2 separate regions of the Mus musculus genome follow, and region 1 is linked to region 2. Evidence: chromatin contacts called from public HiChIP or PLAC-seq data. All regions are on one chromosome and are shown on one strand. The core of a region is the stretch at or near the end of the contact, and the rest is flanking DNA. Distances in the headings are between cores, read along the strand shown.

Region 1 (7,414 bases), core at 3,330-5,829, 89 kb before region 2:
TAACAGCACTCAGGAGGCTGGGGCAAGGCTGTCAGAAAGTTGAGGAAAGAAAAAGGAAAGAAAGAGAGAGAGAGAGAGAGAGAGAGAGAGAGAGAGAGAGAGAGAGAGAGCGCCAAATCACCCAGCATAACTAGAGCTGATTACAACTTGAGGCAGACAGAAAGAAGACTCTTCCTTGGCCTGTGTCACACTAAGCCAACAGAACCAACACTGTTCCTCAAAGTCAGCGCAAGTAGGTCAGGGGCCACCATGGCCATACTGGACTTTGAATGAGTCCCACAAACTCAGAAGTTCAGTGCAGTAAGAGAAGAACTTTGACATATTGGGAAAGGTACCATGATAAATGGCAAGACAGAGGCTATTTCAAAAAGCCCACAGAGATGTTCTGCCTTGACGACTTCCCTGAAAATCCTAATTATGTCTAGGAACCCAAAGTGCAGAGCCCTGGAGAAAGCAGAAGGCAGGAAAAGCAGGAGGAATTTGGGGAGGGGTCTGTGTCACACCAAAAGCCACAGGGTTGAGCCTGCCTCTGCCTACATATGGGCTACCTGACACCACCTTGTCAGTCTCTCTGTAGGCTGCTGCAGCAATGCAAGCTCTGAATACCAGCAGGTCTCCCACTGACAGGCAAAGAAATGCCCCTAGGGAGGTGGATGTCCTCAGGTATTCCATGTTAGATAAAGAATAACAACAACTATCTCCACACTCAGTACCTGCAAACCCTGAGGCCACATATAATGTGGCCATTTATTCCCAAATGGTTCTAAGTCCCACAGGACAGGCACAGATGAAATGCAGCTCTCCTCAGCTACCATGACACAACAGCAGAAATGTACAGACAGCTCCTGGCTTACAAAGGCTCAGCCAAAATGTATTCTTTCATGATGGCGCAAGAACAGCACATATTCAACAGAAACTATACTTTTTATTTGAATTAGAATATTTTCCCACACTAGCCCTCTAGTGTGGCCACCTCTTCATGCTGGGTGGTGGTAGTCAACAGAACTCTGGATAAGGCTACAGATTGAGAGGGAAGGGGACACTCTTAGCACAGTGCTGCTAAGCTGTGACACCTGCTATGCTCTGTGTACTATCAGCTGATGACAGGCTATTTGGATGTAACCCCTTCATAAGTTTGCCATTTATATAATTCAAGCTAAAAATCTCTATAAGTCCAGTGCATCACTGTGTTGGTTTATCAAGTTGGCTGTTGTAGGTCAGTGTCATGGGTCCCATGGAGATCACAGCAGGCTCCCCAACTACATCTGGTTGGTGGCAAAATAGTAAATAGATAAGGAGACAATTTCTATTGACGAGGTTTGTAAAACTATTGGTTAGTTTTCTTGCCAATGCTACCAAAGCTAGAGACACCTGAGAACAGGGAACTTCAACTGAAGAAATGTAAGTAAGGATGGCCTAACAGAGGCCTGTGAGGCAGATGCTTGATTACTGACTGATGTGCAAGGGCCCAGCCCACTGTGGGTGGTTCTACCTCTCGGCAGGTGGTTCTGGAGGTTTAAGCAAGCAAGCAGCCATCAAGAGAAAGACAGTAAGCAGCATGGCTCCATGGCCACTGCTTCTATCCCTGCCTCTGGGTTCCTGCCTTCAATTTCTGCCCTGACTTCCCTCCATGGAGACCTGTAAAGTGTAAAATGAAATAAACCCTTTCCTCCTCAAATGCCTTTGCTCATGAGGTTTATTCTAAAGCAAGCACTATAATTAGAGCCACTAATAAACTACCACAACTCCGGAAGGGAAATGGTGCTGTTCTCTCTGACAACAGAAAACTCTATTCAAATTAAGTAACAGGAGCAACTGGTGAGAAAGGTGAGTGAGGTGGCAGAGTGTGCTCCATGGCTCAGGAGAGTCCTCCCTGCTAGCCCTCCTGCTGCAGTGGGGGAGAGTCCTCCCTGCTAGCCCTCCTGCTGCAGGGGGGGAGAGTCCTCCCTGCTAGCCCTCCTGCTGCAGTTTGGCTCAGAGACACTGCCTCCATTTAGATTATGCTGGGGCCCAAGTCTGGACTGAAAACCTCATCTTCCTTCCAAGAAACCCTGTATTCTATATATGTGGTTTATATATGATTATGTCAGCACCAGAGTTGATGAAGACTAGTGAGACAGCTCGCTGGGTAAGGGTGCTTGCTACGATGTCTGATGCCCTGAGTTCAGTTCCTGGGACCCACACAGTAGAGCAGAAAACCACATCCTGCAGAGTGTCCTCTGACCTCTACATCCATGATCTGACATCCCCTCACAAGAATGAATAAATATATGTGATTTAAAAAATTTTAAAGAACTCTAAACAAGCCCAAGAGTCAATGAAAACTGCCTTTACAAGAGGACAAGAGGGCTGGAGAGATGGCTCAGCAGTTAAGAGCACTGACTGCTCTTCCAGAGGTCTTGAGTTCAATTCCTAGCAACCGAATGGTGGCTCACAACTGTCTGTAATGGGATCCAATGCCCTCTTCTGGTGTGTCTGAAGACAGTGACAGTGTACTCACATACATAAAAAATAAATAAATTTTAAGAAAGACAGAAAGAAGTGCCCCAACAGCCTGAAGTGTGCTCTACTAGCGAAATCTTGCATGAAGTGAGTGACATGCCCAAGCATGAAAAGAGACTTTAGGTGTACAAGAGCAGACAGCAGGTATAGGGCAGCTGCAACAAGAGCTCAGAGGGGATCGAAGAAGACAACCAGTCCAGCAGACCACAAAAGCCCTGTGACAGCCCCACTCTAGGGGTCTGAGCTCAGGCACATGGGGGCATGAAGTTCAGAAGGAAAAACAGACATTTAACCTGTTTGCCTGCAACTACATTAGTAGACATGTGCATGCATAAAGGATTGATTATATCTGCACCAAAGGTACAGAAAAAAGAATGTCAAGAGTGTATTGCCATGTTCCATTCATAAAGCCTGTGCCCAGGACATATGAAAGGTGTTAGGGGACAGGGCTGGTACTCCCCTGGGGTCTCACAGACCCCTCCTCTTCCAAGAATGAGAGCCTACCCTACTGAGTAGACTACTCTAAGGTTAAGATAGCAGGAAAGGTAAGGGAAAGTGTGATGTGAGAGGGTGAGCCAAAGAGGTGTAGGTTTTAAAGAATCTTGTGTGTGTGTGCACATGTGTGTTTGGATGTCTGAGTGCCATGGCATATACATGTTTCACAGCATGAGTGTTGGTCCTTGGTTTCCACCTTTGAGATGGGATGTCTTTTTGCTTGCAAGTCTGGTAATTTGGGGGGATATCCTAGCTCCACCTCCCATCTCTCTGTAGCAATGCTGAATTATGGATACATGATACAGCACCTGGCTTTCCATGGGATCTGAGGATCTGAACTCAGGTCTTCATGCTTACGCAGAAAACATTTTACCCATTAAGCTGTCTCCTCAGCCCAACGTGTGGTTTTTAAAGAATATAGTTATTAAATACCCATTATCCACTTCACCTGAGGTTGACTTCAAAGCCAACTGTTCTGCTGGTGAGCAAACCAGCCCCTGCTAATTGGAATCTTCCAAAGGGGTTCCCCAGAATGTTCTATTAGTGATTTTCACCATTCATCCTATAGAGAACCCTACTAGAACAGTGGACTTGGAAACAGGCTTGCCCAGTGACAAAGTCTTAATAGTGTCCTACATAACCCACCTGACTCTTCAGCACACCTGGAAAGTGGTTCTCCTGTTTCACAGAGAAGCACCCTGCTGTGATGGATATCAAATAAACCCACTCAGGTTCTGGGAAAGCCAGAATCAGGCCTTAATCAAGTCTGTGGACTCTTCTAAAGAGATCGAGTATAACTAAACCCTATAGCTATCAATCTAGTCTAATGCCCTACATGTGTCTGGCCAAAGTAAAGGACTCAAGTAGGGCACTAGCATCCCTGAGCATATCAGAAGCATGTATATATTTTCTTTGTATAGGGGTGTCTGGGAGCTGTGTGCATATATGCACCTGCATATGAAGAACAACCTTAGCTATCATTTCTCAGGCATCTTAGCTGCTTTTTTTTTTTTTAAAGACAAGATTTTTCCAAACAGCTTACCAAGTATGCTAGGGTGGCTGGAGTGAGCTCCAAGGACTTGCCTGCCTGATTCTGCACTACTAGGACATACACATGCCAACTGGGTTTCCTATGGACCTCACAACAGCACGGAAAGATTTCCTTTGTAACTTAATGTCTGAGCTACCTCCCTAGCCCATGAACTTTCTCTTCAGCCCACTAAGCCCTAATCACATGGCCATTTACTCTAAGCTTGGCAAAGCCTTTCTCAGAAATATAGAGTACCACTCAAACTAGAAAACACCAACAAACAAGGAAATAAATATGGAGGTTAATATAACTATTTGATACACTCTTTTCATTAAATCTACCAGCCTTAGAAGACAAAGCTGTGGTAGGGGGTCCCCAGAGCAAGCTGGCTACTAAGACTAGACTATAAGCATTCAAATCAGACCCTGCCTCAGTGCCTGAGGTAGAAGAGCAATCAAAGATGGTTCCCACCATCCACCGTAGGCCTCTACATGCATATGCATCCATGTGTGCCTTGCTCAAGTCTGCTTCTCCTCTCTTGGTGCTTTTAGCTGACACCCACACAGTCACACTGACACACTAATGTCTGTCTGCTTCCTCCCTGAGTGAGAAGATCAGCTGGTGCAGAGGCGATCAAAAGGGAAGAATGCCCTCATTTTCTGCTGAGCCAGGTTTGGTTTGGACTCACTAGTAATAACAAAAGCCAGTAAAATCAGATATAACACAACTCCTGGAACCCATGCTCTCCCCTGAGGGGGTTAGTCGACTAACTCTCTGTAACCACTGAAGGCGAGAGGTCATTTCCAGGGTAAAAGTCAGGTACACACTACCAACACCAACACCGGCAATACCCGAGATCAGCAGTGATGGTGCTTCCAAAGCTCTGACAGCTTCCTCCACCTCCTCCACCACTCACAAGCCACTCTCCTGCTACAGAGCTTTTAGGAAACCATCTAACTGTTGTCCGGAACATTTGTCCCCAGTTTTGTCACATCACTGACTCTCCCACAACCAAGTGAGCCCAGCTCCAGGGAAGACATGTAATAAGGCCTGACAGATGAGGGCTAACAGGGCTACGGATTCCCAAGTGAGCTAGAGGTGGAGCCATCCTATAACTCATACACTTCAGGACTGACACTGGTTAGGAAGCCTCCCTCTTCCACCGTGGATTTGAATTAAGGAAGGGAAGCAGACTCATTAGTAACAGCCAACGTAGAAGGAGAGAGAAAGCCGGGCAGTGGTGGCGCACGCCTTTGATCCCCGCACTCGGGAGGCAGAGGCAGGCAAATTTTCTTTTGAGGCCAGCCTGGTCTACAGAGTGAGTTCCAGGACAGCAGGCAGCCAGGACTATACAGAGAAACCCTGTCTAGAAAAACCAAAAAAAAAAAAAAAAAAAAAAAAAAAAAGGAGAAAGAAATGAAGACAAACATGAAAAATTAAAACAGACAGACAGATCCAAAGACAGACAGGATCCTTGTAATACCAGCACCCTGGTCATCCACCTTGTGATCTGGATAAACATTTTATCAAATATTATATCATGAAATACTCCTTTCATATAAATTATATGAGCTGTTTGCAGGGCTTCTCTACTCCAGATTAAGCCAAGTGTCTTGTTTTGTTTATAATAATGAATTCTATAGATCAGACAGACAAGCACTTATGCTTAATAACTATCAAATTTCTCTTAAGGACTCAGGTAGTTTATAAAATTGCAATTAAATACTGATTAATCTTTCAAATCTGATCTAATTTTAAAAGTCATGTAGAAAATATGAAAATTTGACATTAAAAAAAGCAAGCAGGGACTCACAAATACTGAAAATGGAATAAATCACAAAAAAGTCAAGATTTGATTAGGCAAAGTAAAAAACTGATCTTAGTTTAAAAATTGCACAGAAAAATTAAGGATAAAGATATTTGCCACAAGAGAGGCACAGAAATGGTATCATAAATAAAAAGATATAAAAAATATAAAACATAAGTATCTAATTTTAAAGTAGCACATTTTTTAAATGTCCCAAGCACAATAGCATCCACCTGTAATCCCAACACTTAGTAGGACAAAGGAGAATGTTGAGTTCATGACTAGTCTATGCTACATAACAAGATATGTCATAAAATAAAACTAAATAAAAAACTAATTAATATTGGAATAACTGGGGTTGAATATTCAACTCTAAAACCCAAGAGAACAAGCAAAACAGTTGATATATTTAGAAAAAGAGGAATAAAAACAAATATACAGTTTAATTATTAAGAATTGAAGCTTCTGGTTTCTGTCTGTTCCTGGAGCAGGTCCTCTGCCACTGGGCTCCAGAACCAGGTGGCTCTGGAAGAGAGCTAGACTCCCAGGAGTGCAGACAAGCCTGTGAGAGCAGGTAGGACCATGACTGCTGCTCAGAGAAACCTGTCCAGAACTGTCAGGACACAAGAACTGAGGAACAGCCTGGGACAAGAGCCTTCCAGTTTCTGTCTGTGCCACAGAGCTACATACACAAATACCACCAGGAGACAACCCGTCTCCCAGGAGTGCAAACAAACCTGTATAAGTGGAGATAAGACTACCACATCTCTTCGAATTCATGGCCCAAGAAGGACCCTCCCAGAGCCATCAGGACACAGACACCAAGGATCAGCTGGATACAAGATCCTTCTGGTTTCTGTCTGCACCCCAGAGCTAACCCTATACCACAGTTTTCCATATATAAATTCCTCCCAGAGAGAAGTTTTTTCCCAGGACTACTGACACAGAGGCATGCAGGAGAGACAAGCCACAGTCAGAGACAGCAAGACCAGGTAACACCAGAGATAATGAGATTGTGAAAGGCAAGGGCAAAAACATAAGCAACAGAAACCAAGAACATTTGGCATCATCAGAAACCAGTTCTCCCACCACAGCGAGCCCTGGTTAAACCAACACACCAGAAAAGCAAGATTATGATTTAAAATCACATCTCATGACGATGATAGAGGACTTTAAAAAGGACTTAACTAACGCCCTTAAAGATACAAGAGAACACAGGTAAACAGCTATAAGACATTAAAGAGGAAACATAAAAGTCCCTTAAAGGATTAGAGGAAAACACAAACAAACAGGTGAAGGAACTGAACAAAACCATTCAGGATCTAAAAATGGAAATAGAAACATAAAAGAAATCACAAAGGGAGACAACCCTGGAGTTAGAAAACCTATGAAAGAGATCAAGAGTCATAGATGCAAGCATCACCAACAGAATACAGGAGATGGAAGAGAGAATCTCAGGTGCAGAAGATACCATAGAAAACATTGACACAACAAAGAAAATACAAGAAGCTCCTAACCCAAAACATCCATTAAATGCAGGACACAATGAGAAGACCAAACCTAAGGATAATAGGTATACA
Region 2 (7,165 bases), core at 2,494-4,993:
AGGACTCTCCAGTGGGAGTCACTCACCCTCCTACTCCATCTCCACTTCCACCCTTAGACTATCTTCCTTCCATTCAGGACAAGGAATGTATAGAGGGAGACCTGTGCTCAGATCAGATGAGAACACTGTTATGCCTCCTTGAAGGCCTTTACTATTCTCATTGTCCACAAACCCAGATCCCACCACGGTTTAGATATGAAAGTCCTCATAAAACTCATTGCTGGGGCTGGCGAGATGGCTCAGTGGTTAAGAGCACCGACTGCTCTCCCGAAGGTCCCGAGTTCAAATCCCAGCAACCACATGGTGGCTCACAAACCATCCGTAATGAAGTCTGATGCCCTCTTCTGGAGTGTCTGAGGACAGCTACAGTGTACTTACATATAATAAATAAATAAATCTTAAAAAAAAAATCTTTTAAAAAAATTAAAAAAAAAAACTCATTGCTGAAGGCTTCGTTCCTGGTGTGTGTCTGGGGCTTTTCTGAAGTGAGCAGAGCATGAAGGCTTTGCCCTGCTCAGTCACTGACTGGTTCTCATATAGAGTTGTAATCTGATGGCACTCCCAGTGTGGGGTGGAAACCAGGAGACAAGAGCTAGGTAGAGAAGCCAGGCTACTTTACATGGCCCTAAAGATTATACCTTGTACCCAGCCTTCTGCTGTCTCTCACCCATCTCGGATCCAAAGCAATGGGGCCATTCCCCATTGACAAAACTGAAACCAGGAGCCAAGATAGATCTCCCTTCTTCCTTTTCTCTAGTGTCTGTCACAGCTGACTAACACACACCCAACCCTTCACTAGGACCTGTGGAACTGTCCCCATGCCCCTCTCCTCACTTCCCAGATGCACTTAGCATTCTGTGCTAGAGTCATAGAAGCTACCTATGGCTTCAGCATGGCCTCTTCTTTTGTGCCTCTATCTTTCTCACAGGCTGTCCTTATCTGTCTGGAATGCTCCTGTTGGCCTTCTAGGAGAATTTCCTTGCACCTAGAAACCATCCTTGAGTGAAGGGAGCAGTGAAGACTGTGGGTGACATATTACCTATTTACCAACTACACATTAAGCTCCAGCCTCCTGGCCTTTGGTGTCTCACCTCGCTTCCAACCAGGGGTGACACTCTTTCTAACTGCTGTACCTATTTTGTAAATGTAAAGCATCAAGGATGGGCATGGTACTACACACTTGTAATCTGAGCACTTGGGAGGCTGAAGCCACAAGATCACACATTTCCCTGGAGTATACAGCAAGACCCTGTTTTGGCACATAAATAAACTGAGGCAAGCTCACTTGTCCAAAGCCACTAAGTGAACGCAACGCTGACTGTGAAGCCCTGACAGCCATTGTGGTAACAATCTTCCACACAGAACAAACAAGCACCATTCCCAGCTCTACATCATAGCTAAAACCCTAATAAGTGAACTTTCACATGAGCGGTCACTATGTGCCTTGTAGAGGGTGCAGATCACTGTCCACCAAAATCCCCTTCTCATTTAGACTGACATTCTCTACTCATAAACCAGTAACCCCATCAGTCAGTCTCAGGACTCTAAGAAGGGAAGACCTGTATACAGAATTGCTACCTCCTCAAAAAAGACGACACAGGTCAATGAAATGGATCACCAGGCACATGCAACCATGACTGCTATCCAGGATCACATGGTTGATGGAAATAACTGACTCCAGGAAGATGGTCTCTGACCTCCACATGTGTTCTTACACACACACACACACACACACACACACACACACACACACGCACGCACATACATACATGTGCCTGTGTGCATACCCATACATGCATGCACATACACAAGTGTATACACACACCTGCATGCATACACAATACTTTTTAAATTTAACACAAAGAACTTGGTGCTAGAGAGATGGGTCAGTGGTTAAGACCATTGGCTGCACTGTAGGACTCAGGTTTGGTTCCCAACATCCACAGAGTGATTTCCAACTCTCTGTAGCTCCAGTTCCAGAGCATCTGATGCCCTCTTCTGCCTTACTGGGCACCAGGCACTCACATGGTGCACATATTTACTTTTATTTTCTGTATAATATTCAAGAAAATATACAAAAAATAAAAGTAAATATTTTTAAGAGGAAAAGGAGGTAGGAAGAGGAGAGAGAGGAGGGAGGAGGAAGGGGAGGAGGAAGAGGAAGAAGCACTTTTTTTGCTCTGTTGAGATTTGAACCCAGAGCCTCATTCACGTTCAGCACCTTTCACTGAGCTAAAATGCCAGCTCTGGGACACATTTCCCACCTCTGATTCTCTTCCTTTGGCCTGAAGACAGATACAGTATCAGGGAATTCAGCAGCTATCCTAGACCATGAACTGACCTGAAATGTAAGCCAGAAACAGTAGAACAACACACAAGGGACACATATTCAGATGTTAACTCATTCAACAAACTCCTCCTGCATCCCAATGCCTGAGACAAAGCCCCTGACCAGATTAGGGTGTGAACACAAAGGTAGAAACAGACAAGATGAAAAGTGCCACACAAAACAAAAAGAGCAGCATAAAAAATGAGGGGAGGAAGCACTGCTCTGTGGAGTCTGAAAGACAAAGAAACAATGAGGAAAACCATGGGTACAGCAGAGGCCCTTCCCAGACAACCTGGAAAAGAGAATTGCCTCATGAGAGTGTCCAAGTGCTCAGTGCATGTGGAAGAACTCCTTGTTCCCTCTCACTAGGAATCCAGGAGGCTGGGTTCCGAGGTAAAGTTTCTCTACACTGCAGACTACTGCCTCCCACAAGGAGCAAGCACTCTTCACGGTCCTTGGTTTTCTGAGACAGAGTCTCATCTATATAGCCCAGGCTGGCCTTGAAGTCAGAATTCTCCTACCTCAGTCTCCTAAGCGCTGGGATTACAGACATTCACCACATTCCCTGTGTGAGTTTCTTTTAAATTACACTGATTATTTTATATGTTGTATGTGCATGTGTGTGTGTGTGTGTGTGTGAGAGAGAGAGAGAGAGAGAGAGAGAGAGAGAGAGAGAGAGATACATGCCTGTGCCATAGAGCACATGGGGAGGGCTTTCAAGAACTAGATTGCTATGGTCCCTTTGCAGTATGAGGTGAACGTAAAGTTCATAAATTACAGACAGCAGCAAGTGCTAGACCCTCTCTCTCAGCTGATGCTGCCACAGATCTCTGGGAACTAGAAAGTTACAAAGCCCACAGGAGAAAAGAGGGCACCTCAAGCCCCAAGTTATTCCTTAGCATTTCCTCAACAGGTCATCAGGCTTAGCCATGAGCAAGTTTACCTGCTGAACCATCTAGATGCACACGCATACACACACACACACACACACACACACCCTGTCATTCCCAAGTAGCTCACTGGGACTTTTAAAGCCAGGCAGGCAGTTTTCTGGGCCCTCCAAGTTGATTTTGGCCTTGGAGCTGAGCATTCGGTGAGGTTAAGTTTGAATCTTGTAAAGAAAAAGCATCTGAAGAAACGTCCATCTGCGCCAAAGAAAGCAGGCCGCACCCTCTGAGGGCTGCTAGCGTAGAGCCAAGTCTAGTATGTCTGAGCCTCCGCTCCACTTCATGCAAACCTGTGAATACAAACTTAGCAGCACACAAAGTCTGCAAAATTCCCGAGCACTAGACCTGACAGTTGTCTCTCTTTAAACCACATGGCTGCTGTGGCCAAAAATATCTCCCCTCCGCCAAGCTTCCTGTTGCTCACTCTGGCTCCAAAATAACAAGAAGTGGCTTGGCAGTGATGTCATACTGCCACTGTCACTGCCTGCAGGGCACTCACATGCTGACTATATTTAAGACCCAGGCTTCATGTCAGTGACACAGAAATTACCACCTTGTGAGCCAAACTGTACTGGAAAGATTTGAAAAATTACTTTCTGTGAATAGGCAGGCTGCATATGTTGCCTTCTCTCTGGGCAGAGGCAGAGCCCAGTGGACAACAGCAAAAACCTCCAGCTCCTCGTTCTCACAGTTTCCGTAGCAGCAATATCTCTCCCAATGGGTCACCTTTTCAGGCTCTCTGTTATCCCTCCACACTGCTCTGTAAGTTTAATTCTACCCTCTAGATCTTCCCGACTTCCCATTAGGAAAGGCATCCCAATGAAACACTAATGAACAGTGACCAAGCTTCCCTCCCCCGTGCACAACAAGCATAACCTGTTAGTGAGGGCTGGCTCGTATCTCCTGGTTCCAGTGAGTTTATCTCTTCTTGCTTCCGCACTTTTGTGTGGGCAAAGAGACACTTCAGATCCAACTCTCCCACTCCTCCTGGAATTGCTGTAGGCTTCTCATATCTTGATGAACTGCCTAGACGGTGGTACAGCTTTTGTGGGGAACACCTACCTGCACTGGGTACTAAGGTCTGATGGTCACACACATAATGTAAGCACATGCTTCCAAAGGCAGACGCTCACACAGATACAACTTCCTGCTCACTCTCCAGAATTCCACTCCCTCAACAAAGCCTGAATCTAAGAGAACAGTTTAGAATCAGCAAACACCCCGTGGCTTTCTCTACTGCCTGAGGTTGCTTGGGCAATGCCTAAGGCGTTCCGCCCTCCTCCCGCCACGCTATGCTCCACGTTCCCCATGGAGACGTGCCTGGAAAGCCCACACTGACCCTCACCATTGAGCCTCACTGCCTCTTTTGTTTGAGAAGAAACTTGCACATTTTCAGATCTAGAGGCAATGTTCAAGTGTTTGGCCTCTCCACCTTCCTTTCTCAGAGGGAATCTCACCAAACTCCACCTTCTAAAACTCACGAGCAGGAGTGAAACAGAGGCGAAGCAGGCAGTACCAGCACAGGCCGGAGTATGTCCTACTTAGTGCGCTAAGAAAGGTATACAGCTTGTTCCACTACAACCATATGCCTTGACTATGGCATCCCACTCCTGAGATTACACACAGAAAAGACACAGAGGGACAGAGAACTGTGACACAAGGATCTTTGCTTCAGGAGTCACCTACTGTCTCATGGAAGTGGATGCAGACTCAGCATCACATGGCTGGAAACTACTGCAAACACTGTGACATGCCACACAGCTTTAGCAATCACAGTGAACTAGGCCCACTCACAGCCTGCTCTGTTCTCTACAGTAAGACTCTATTGCAAAGAGATTGTATTAATTTGCTTTGCACTGCTGCAACATAGTGCTGAGGTGACACAGCAAATGCTTTCAACCATTCAACTTGATTTTTGATTTTGTTGTTTTCAGAGGGGATCTTGCCACATAGCTCGGGTTTGATCAAACTTACTATATAGCCCAGGCTAGCCTAGAATTTAAAATCTTCCTGCCTGAGCCTCCTGGTGCTAGGATTACAGATGTGCATTGCCTGGTTAAGAAATCATATCTTAGGGGCTGGTGAGATGGCTTAGTGGGTAAGAGCACTGAGGTCCTGAGTTCAAATCCCAGCAACCACATGGTGGCTCACAACCACCAGTAATGAGATCTGATGCTCTCTTCTGGTGATCTGAAGACAGCTACAGTGTACTTATGTATAATAATAAATAAATCTTTGGGCGGGAGAGAGCAGGGTCTAAGGGAGCGGCCCAACAAGATCGAGCAAAGGTTCTAAAAAATTCAATTCCCGACAACCACTATACAGCTACAGTATACTCACATGCATAAAATAAATAAATCTAAAAATAAAAAAGGGGGGATCATATCTGAAAGCAAGTCAACAGTTCTGGGGTAGCTTCCTGCTACAAGTGTCAGGAGAGATGGAGCTGGAAGGGAGTCTCTCCAAAGCCCCCTTAACCTCTTCAGGGGCAGCTCTGTGAGGCAGGGACCTCCCAGCAGGCCCCGCTGAGGCTCCACATCCTCTCCCAACACCACCATACTGAGGATCCCAAATCCCCCTCCAGGGAAAACTCCATCCAAACTGTAGCACAAATCATGAGTCTTCAGAAATGCTCAGACCTTCTACCATGGCAGTTGTACTCTAGGAATCAAGCTGCAGTTAATAAAGGAGTGGCTTTAGAAAAGCCTGTATGCTTGTGATACACTGTAAGAACTCAGGAAGAAGGAAAGTGACATCGTGATAAATAAAGGTGTGTCCAGACATAGTACCCCCTGTGCACAGACTCAGAGAAACAAGGTTGACTTCCTTCAAAGCTGCTGTGCACTACTGGATCAGATTTTGTAAAGTGAGTTTGAACCTAAAGGCATAAATGCCTCATCAACAATAATCTGTGTGCATGTGTGTGAAGACTCGTGTGCCACAGTGCATGTGTAGAGGTCAGAGGACACCATGTGGGCGTTCACTCTCCCCCACCACATGAGATCCAGGGATTACACTCAGGTCTCCAGGCTCAACAAGGAGCTCCTTCACCTGAGCCATCTTGCCAGTCCCCTCCAAATAAAAACTAAAGCACTAGCAGAGACTGTACCCAAGTGGGTGTCTTTAGGAACTCTTCTGTCCTCACACGTAAAGACTATCAGTCACACTTGCCTTCATTTGCTGGGGCGAGGGCTACTTAAACATGATCTGAAATCTGCATAGAAACAGAAGAAAATATAAAACACATGACACATAACTTGCAACACACAACTAAAGGTGTAAAAACTAAGCTTAGAAAATGGACTTGATGGACTAACAATGAAGACAGTGATTGATTGCATTGGGCCATGGGATTTGGGCCTCCTCCCATTTGGGGTTGGTCCACAGCTTTTACAATTGCAGGGTAATGTTTGAAAACACAGAAATAAAAACTTCCTTAAGAAGTGTCAACTAGCCAGAGATGACAGAATTCTGCTCTAGCTGAGTCTGACAGCACACCCCTGCCATGCTAGCACTAGAGAAGCTAAGGCAGGGGGGTCCCAATCAAAGACCAGACTAGACCATATAGGAAGAAAGAACCTGCCTTAAAAAGAATTCCACCTCAGAAAACACATGTGCAGTTTTAACCTGTGAACACGCAATCCGTGTTGACGGGCAAAGCATGAGCAGGCCTAGGCTTAAGTTCACATACAGATCGGTAAACAAAGTCATCCCTTAAGTTGTTTACAGCTTACTTGAAAATAAACTCTTAAGCAAAAATGAAAAATGCCAACACTTCCAAAAGAAACTAACAGTAACAAATTGACTCTCCATTTGGTTCTGAAATAAAAATATCAAGCACCTTCACCTTCCTGGATGTCACCAGCAGCCTCTGCATCCCCTGCAGAAC

Evidence for each region. HiChIP or PLAC-seq counts read pairs in DNA pulled down with a chosen protein or histone mark.
Region 1: a contact with region 2 is called in an H3K27ac HiChIP or PLAC-seq map of microglia, with 2.5 times the contacts expected there. The contact joins two enhancer-like sites. A contact is called at or near these places in 1 of 15 datasets of contacts at CTCF or cohesin (the NIH/3T3 cell line), 4 of 484 Hi-C or Micro-C datasets (Th1 cells, cerebral cortex, forebrain and 1 more) and 3 of 115 datasets of contacts at active chromatin or transcription factors (CD8 T cells, microglia and stem cell-derived neural progenitor cells).

The regions. Positions count from the first base shown.
Region 1 is chr16:11,547,761-11,555,174 of GRCm38.p6, reverse strand. The region is part of intron 14 of Snx29 (sorting nexin 29); the gene reads right to left. Among named protein-coding and RNA genes, the nearest start is that of Gm32100, 32 kb to the left of the region's middle. Within about 2 kb of position 4,579, at least 12 of the 459 cell types and tissues checked have an H3K27ac peak or open chromatin away from gene starts, as enhancers often do. A contact at or near this core is called in cerebral cortex and microglia, where this site is marked.
Region 2 is chr16:11,458,284-11,465,448 of GRCm38.p6, reverse strand. All of the region lies in intron 13 of Snx29 (sorting nexin 29), which reads right to left. Among named protein-coding and RNA genes, the nearest start is that of Gm32100, 120 kb to the left of the region's middle. Within about 2 kb of position 3,743, at least 193 of the 459 cell types and tissues checked have an H3K27ac peak or open chromatin away from gene starts, as enhancers often do. A contact at or near this core is called in cerebral cortex and microglia, where this site is marked.